Regions from separate parts of the Mus musculus genome. Here region 1 is linked to region 2. Evidence: chromatin contacts called from public promoter capture Hi-C data. All regions are on one chromosome and are shown on one strand. The core of a region is the stretch at or near the end of the contact, and the rest is flanking DNA. Distances in the headings are between cores, read along the strand shown.

Region 1 (3,365 bases), core at 88-2,587, 1.9 Mb before region 2:
TCCTGACTTTCTAGTGGTTTCCTAAGAGATACAAAACTCAGGTCCTCTGTGACCCCCATCTTGGACCGTCACCACAACCACTGTACCTTCCCTTCAGAAACTTCCACGCAGCTTGAAAGACAGGGACAACCTGTCTTAGCCTCCAGGTTCTGAGAGGGGATGTGGACAGAAGCGGAATAGAATGTCAGTGGGGCATGGGGGATTTCTGTTCAAATTTAACATACTTATTTTTCACCAGAAATTTGTGTTTCCTCATTAAATCTGTTATTTTTCCCAAGGACCAAGCAAGACTCTTATCCTGTATCTACTTGTAAGAATGTGGTATTGCAATCTAGTCTGTATGTAAACTGATGACATGACCAAGTCATGGTGCCGTGTGGGGGAAGGTTTTTATTGTACCCATGAGAGCAAGAACAGCCAGAGGCATCTGGAAGACTCCTGAGCAGAGAGAAAATAAATAGACTGAACATGGCTGGTAGACTGGACTCGGCCAGGGCTACCTGTGAGAGAGTAGTGTGTGTATGTGTGTGGGGGGAGAGTTAGAGAATAGAAAAACCATAACAAGAGAAGCAGGCACAGAGCATAGAGAACACATAGCGAGAATAGCAAGACTATAAAGAGAATGAGTAGCTGGGGGGGGGGGGCAGGGGGAGTTTAGATTCGGGGAGGCAGTAAGAAGGGCTGGGATACTGGCATGGACTCTGAAATATATAGCAGGTGCTTGTGATATGGGGGAGCCTGGAGGCCAGCATGAGCTTTGCTATGCTGATAGTTAGCCACACACACATCCCTTCTACCAGAGGTAGATAGGAACCAGCTTCTCAAGTTGCTGAGCTGCAGTGGCTTTTATCTGACCACTAGAAATCCTCCTACGGCCCAGGTTGGGCTCATTTCTGGATATTTGGACTATGGTTTGGAGTTTGGGGAACTGGAATTTCCTTCTGACCCAACAGTCTGTAGTCTATATATTAGACCACAAGGTGCAGCAGCTTCCTCGACCCCTTTCAGAGATGTCTACAAGGCACTCTACCGACTGTCCCTGTCTGTGAGAGGATCCTGGTACCAGAATTCTCACCTGGGAAGTGAGTTTGCATTGTAAGAAACATTAAATATTAGCCCTTTCTGTCAAACACTGTAAACCTCAAATCTTTTTATCTCCCCCACCTTATAAAACTTACATTACACAGAGTTCCTGCTGCATTCTCAGAACTCAAGTTCTGCATTCTCAACGCTTGGTTTCCTTCATGTCCCCCCCCCCCCCCCCGGATTCTTTTAAAACTAGTCAATCATGAAAGACTGTGAGGTCAGGCCCCAGCCCCCGCCACAGCAGACAAGGTGCAGTTACCACCTGCTTTAGAGTAAAAGCTGAGGGCATTTCCTGTCTCTGTGTGTGTCTTCTTCCTCTGTTGTAAGTCCTGTACTTTTTTTTGAGACAAGGTTTCTTTACATAGCTGTGACTAGACTGGAACTTACCATGTAGACATGCTGGCCTCAAACACACAGAGATCTACTTACCTCTGCCTCCTGAATGCTGGGATTACAGGTCTGTGCCATTATGCCTGGTCTTTTAAAAACTACTTTCATTTATTTATTTTTATGTGTATAGGTGTCTTGTCTTGCCCTCTGTCTTTTGTGTCTGTCTGTCTGTGTACCATATGTGTGCCTGGTACCCATGAAGGTCAGAGAAGGGCTTTGGATCCCCTGGAACTGGAGCTGCAGACAGCTGTGAGCCACTATGTGCTGGGAACAGAACCTGAGTCCTCTGGAAGAGGAAGCCAGTGCTCTTAATCGCTGAGCCATTTCTCCGGCCCTCCACTCACCACTCCCCCATCCATTTATTCATGGCACTACTAACTCTTCTAATACACTCCTTACTCCCCAGTAATCCATCTTAGTGTTATCTTGAGTCCTGCCCCAACCTCACTTTCCAAAACCTATTCTTCACCCCTTCATTTCCTTCTTCCCAGCAGTCTGATTTCTAGCAAATGGGCTTGGTCATTTGGGAGGATCTGAGCCTGCTCTCTAGTTCCCTAAATTGACCCAGTGACCAAGGAAGAGCCCAACCTTTACCTGGTCAAATGCTGCTTCCGGGTAGCTGGGTGTCTCTGTTTGCATATGCCTTTGGCAGACAGCTCATCAGAGTCTGAGGTTGACTTTCGTTTCTAGAGTGGTATTAAAAAGATCTTCCTGTCTTGAATGTTATATCTCTGTTACTGGAAAATTTGGGGAAATCCCATCAGAGTCACTAATGCTCAGGAAATCAGAGTCCCCTCTTGGGCTTTTTAGTCTCATTAGTAAGAGAATTTAAAAGCAGACTCAAATGGAAGCCCAGGGACAATTTTATTCGAAAGAAAAACCTGTACAGCATGACAACTGCTAGGAGGAGGAAGACAGAGAAGAAAAAAGCTGAGCCATTTGAGTTAAGCCATCGTGAATGTCAACTACATCATGGCAGACAAGGAAGGGGACTTCAGAGGAAGAGTGAGGAGCCCAAAACGCTAGAGGAACCATTCTTAGGCTCTGGTCAGCACCCAAAACAGATAAGAGCACCAACTGCTCCTTCAGAGGACCCAGGTTTGATTTCGGCAAACAGATTGCATCTTGAAACTGCCTGTAACTCATGCAGGTGGTACACAGATAAATATGCAGGACACATACAGTAAAGTAAGAACAAAACTTGCTGTTTCCATTTCCAGTTTACTTATTCCTTTTGTTCTGAGTCCTCTTCACCTTCAAGAACAGCTGTCACTAGCTGAAGTTAAGCTCCACACAGCAATGAGTTTGCTATCATTAGAAGGCCCTTGCCTGGCCAGTCCTGAGAAAATGGTCAAGCAGATAAGATTGACATAATGATTCGTGGTTTTGTCCCTTCCCTGGTGTCTCTTTCTATATAACCTGAGAGATCATGTTGGTCCCTCAAGAAGGCAGGCCTGCAACTGCTGATTGCTTATGTCTGTCTCCCTAGTGTAGTTATACTGATTAAAGTACCTTCCTGAAGCTGGAGAGGGCGCGGTTTGATGATGAGCACTTGTTGATCTCGAAGAGAACGTGAATTCAGTTCTCATCTCTATGAGATAAGTCACAGCCAGCTGTAACTCCTGCTCCAGGGCATTCAATACCCTCTTCAGGTGCCCACACACATTTAACACACACACACACAGACACGAACTTTGAGCCATTTCTCCAATTCCTAATTTTCATCTCAATAAATCATTTAAAAATGTATTTAGGATTCTTTGATTATATACATTTGAGAATGAGCTTGTCATCTTACACACACACACACACACACACAGAGAGAGAGAGAGAGAGAGAGAGAGAGAGAGAGAGAGAGAGGAGAGGGGTAAAGTATCTGCTGGGAGTTT
Region 2 (3,190 bases), core at 96-2,595:
AACAGATAATGTCCTGGGTGTTTGTTGGATGAACATAATTATATTATATAATTAAGTTGTTATTAATGAACAGTCTTTCCTGTTACTTATTTTTCAGGTTCTTGTCACCATTTATGCTGACTATATTGCCCCTCTGTTTGACAAATTCACACCTCTACCGGAGGGAAAGCTTAAGCAGGAAATTGAAGTGATGGCAAAGAGTATTGACTTCCCTTTGACTAAGGTGTATGTTGTTGAAGGTAAGGCTACCTGGAGGTGAGGAGAGTGGTCTGAGTACTCTGTTCTTAAGTCAGTCAGTCTTTATTATTTATGTTTGTTACTTAAAAAATAGGGTCAGATTTTACAGTTGGCTTTTTAAGATTTATAGAATCTGCACAGGAGAGATGACTCAACAGTTAAGACTCATGGGTGTTCTTCCAGAGGAGCCAAGTTAGATTTATAACATCTACATAGTGGCTCACAATTGCCTGTAATGTAAAATTTTAGAAATGAAATAAAAATACAGGGAAAAAAAAGATTTATAGGAACTTATGGCATTTCTTCATATAGAAACTGGTAGCCTGATGCCAAATCCAGTTTTTGTCTGCAACTCTGTTTGATTAACCATATAGTATTGTTCTTAATCTTTGTTCAAAGCCTTTTTACTATCTCATCCTGTACTGTATAGTAGACCAAAACTCACCCTATTGTCTGCCTGGCTCCTTTGGGTAATTGAATTGGACTCTTGAATGAATGATTAGCTATATAGCACTAGTTTAAAGGCTGCAAAACAAAACCAGTGTTCTTGGCTTTGTTTCCCCTAGCAGAGCATCAGTGTCCCAGGGGGACTCTAATCTGTGGCACCATCAGACACCTCACATTATTAAACTGTTTTTCTGTTTGCCTTGGGGAGTTAAGCCACCTGTTAGTTTCATAAGACTGATTAAGTTTCACGGAGGCTGCCAAATTAAGAGGATAACAGTTGGGTGTGTGTCAGGATTTCAGTTTAAAATAAATATAAAAGATTCTGTCTCAGCAGCTTACTAGCTATGGGATCTTAAACGAATCACTTCTTCCCTCTACCTTTCAACCGTGTGTCCTCTGAATGGTAGTTCTCTGTAAAAAAGCAAGCTATTCACTGTTGAGAGCTATGTGGCCTACAGTATTCTTCAGAGATTCAGTTCTATATGGCAGAAGCAGCCACAGACAGGGCATAAGCATGGAACCTGGCTGTGTTCCAATAAGACTACATGCAAACAAGCAGCACCTTGCATTTGATTTGAAGCCATAGTTTGCTGGTGCCTACTACAAACTAAACTGTTACCAATGAGAAGCAATTGCAAAGTGAAAGAACAGAGATGGCTGTCACTAGAATGAGCAGCTGCAAAAGTACGTCAGTCTGACAGGCCTCTGTAAGTCAGGGTAAAGAGTAGCCAAACCTGACCTCAGAATTACTCTACAATTGAGGTTGACCGTGAACTCTTGACCTTATTCCCTCGTGTTGGGATTATAGGTGTGAGCCACCACACACAGCCAGGAGACTGTCCTGGGCTTCTGCATAGGGATGCATTATAGGGCAAGGCAAGAACAGAAAAGAAGCACTAAGAGCAGTGAGAAGGCTATTTGGGCAGTCTAGACTAAATGAGGTCGGGTTGTGGTTGTGGTTGTTGTTTTCTTTTGTTATGTTTTAGACTTGCTCAAAGTTGATGAAGAAAAACAAAGAACGTTGCTGCCATTTGCTGATTTACATACAGGGAAATGAGGAGAGACATTAGGATAACTAACAGCCTGGATTTGATGTGGACAGTCATAAATGGCAGCTTGTTGAGAGGGAATAGAGTTTGAAGAAGAGTAGATTCATAAGGAACTAAGAGTTCTCATGTCTGTGCTAGTATTGAAATAGCTTTAAACACCATCTTAGTCATAGCTCTACAAGAGCTAGCGATTTAAGCAGAGGAATTTTTTTTTGGTTTGTTTTTGGGGGGGGGGGGGGTTGGTTTTTTTCGAGACAGGGTTTCTTTGTGTAGCCCTGGCTGTCCTGGAACTCACTCTGTAGACCAGGCTGGCCTCAAACCCAGAAATGAACTCAGAAATCCTCCTGCCTCTGCCTTCTAAGTGCTGGGATTAAAGGCGTGCACCACCACTGCCCGGCAGGAATTTCTTATTGATAACTACAACATCTCCAGAAAGCTCTTTGCCAACCTTAAGAAATGGACTTTTAGATGGGTGGTTATGGGCTCAGACTCATAGAGTGGAGCCAGTATGGATGGGGAGGTTACATTGTTACCACTGCAGAATCCTCTATTCAAGGCTTATATCACTTAATCTCATTGACAAGCACCTTGTCTTCCATGAGGACCTGAGTTTAATCTCCAGAATCCATATAAAAATGCCTTGTGTAGTGGCACTCAGTGGTATTCCCAGTGCTGGGGAGGTAGAGGCCAGAGGATCCTTGGAGCACACTGGCCAGCCAGTGTAGCCTAGGCCAATAAGAGGCCTAATCTCAAAGGAAGTAGATGGCATTTTGAGGATAACACCTGAGATTGTTCCGTGGCCTTCACGTGTTTCCAGCCTCAACACGGGGTCAGAGTTCTCAACTGGAAGCAGGGATATCTGGAAGGTACATAATAAACAGACACAGACTACTTTTTGGGTACAAACTGACAGGCAATTTTTCAAGGCTTAAAGTTACTCTCTCTTCTCTCTCTCAGAACTTGAGGCTGCACACACTCTGCATTCTCTTGCGCACTCTGCTTTTGTCCTGTATGTTTTTCTTTTCTTGAACTCCCACACTCCTACACACCCTTTCACTCACACACACACACACACACACACACACTCTTCACACACATCTCACATACATACACACACACACACACCACATGCACTCTCCTTTCACACACACACACAATCTCCATACACTCTCCACATTCCCTTCACTCACTTTTCACATTCACCTCATGCACACCTCACTCTCACCTCACTCACTCTCCACTTGCTCTTCACATGCTCTTCACATGTTCTTCACACACTCTTCAGTGCTCTTCACATGCTCTCTCACCTTTTCCTTGCCCCAGTCTTTTATTGATACTCTTGGAGTAGCAGGTAGAAAAAAAAAGATTATATAATTATTGCCAAATTAAATTCAAAAGAATAACCTCATCCCACAAAGAATCAAGAATTACAATTGTTCTCCAAAGCTTCAAACTTT

Evidence for each region. Promoter capture Hi-C pulls out the DNA fragments that hold promoters and counts their contacts.
Region 1: a promoter capture Hi-C map of frontonasal cranial neural crest shows a contact between it and region 2. The contact joins two enhancer-like sites. A contact is called at or near these places in 2 of 39 promoter capture datasets (cranial neural crest and frontonasal cranial neural crest) and 1 of 115 datasets of contacts at active chromatin or transcription factors (large pre-B cells).

What each region holds. Positions count from the first base shown.
Region 1 is chr4:122,932,058-122,935,422 of GRCm38.p6, reverse strand. No RefSeq gene overlaps it. Among named protein-coding and RNA genes, the nearest start is that of Mfsd2a, 27 kb to the left of the region's middle. Within about 2 kb of position 1,337, at least 84 of the 459 cell types and tissues checked have an H3K27ac peak or open chromatin away from gene starts, as enhancers often do.
Region 2 is chr4:121,078,221-121,081,410 of GRCm38.p6, reverse strand. It overlaps Zmpste24 (zinc metallopeptidase, STE24), which reads left to right. Exons shown (of 10, transcript NM_172700.3): 6 at 98-239. Among named protein-coding and RNA genes, the nearest start is that of Gm23540, 4.3 kb to the left of the region's middle. Within about 2 kb of position 1,345, at least 18 of the 459 cell types and tissues checked have an H3K27ac peak or open chromatin away from gene starts, as enhancers often do.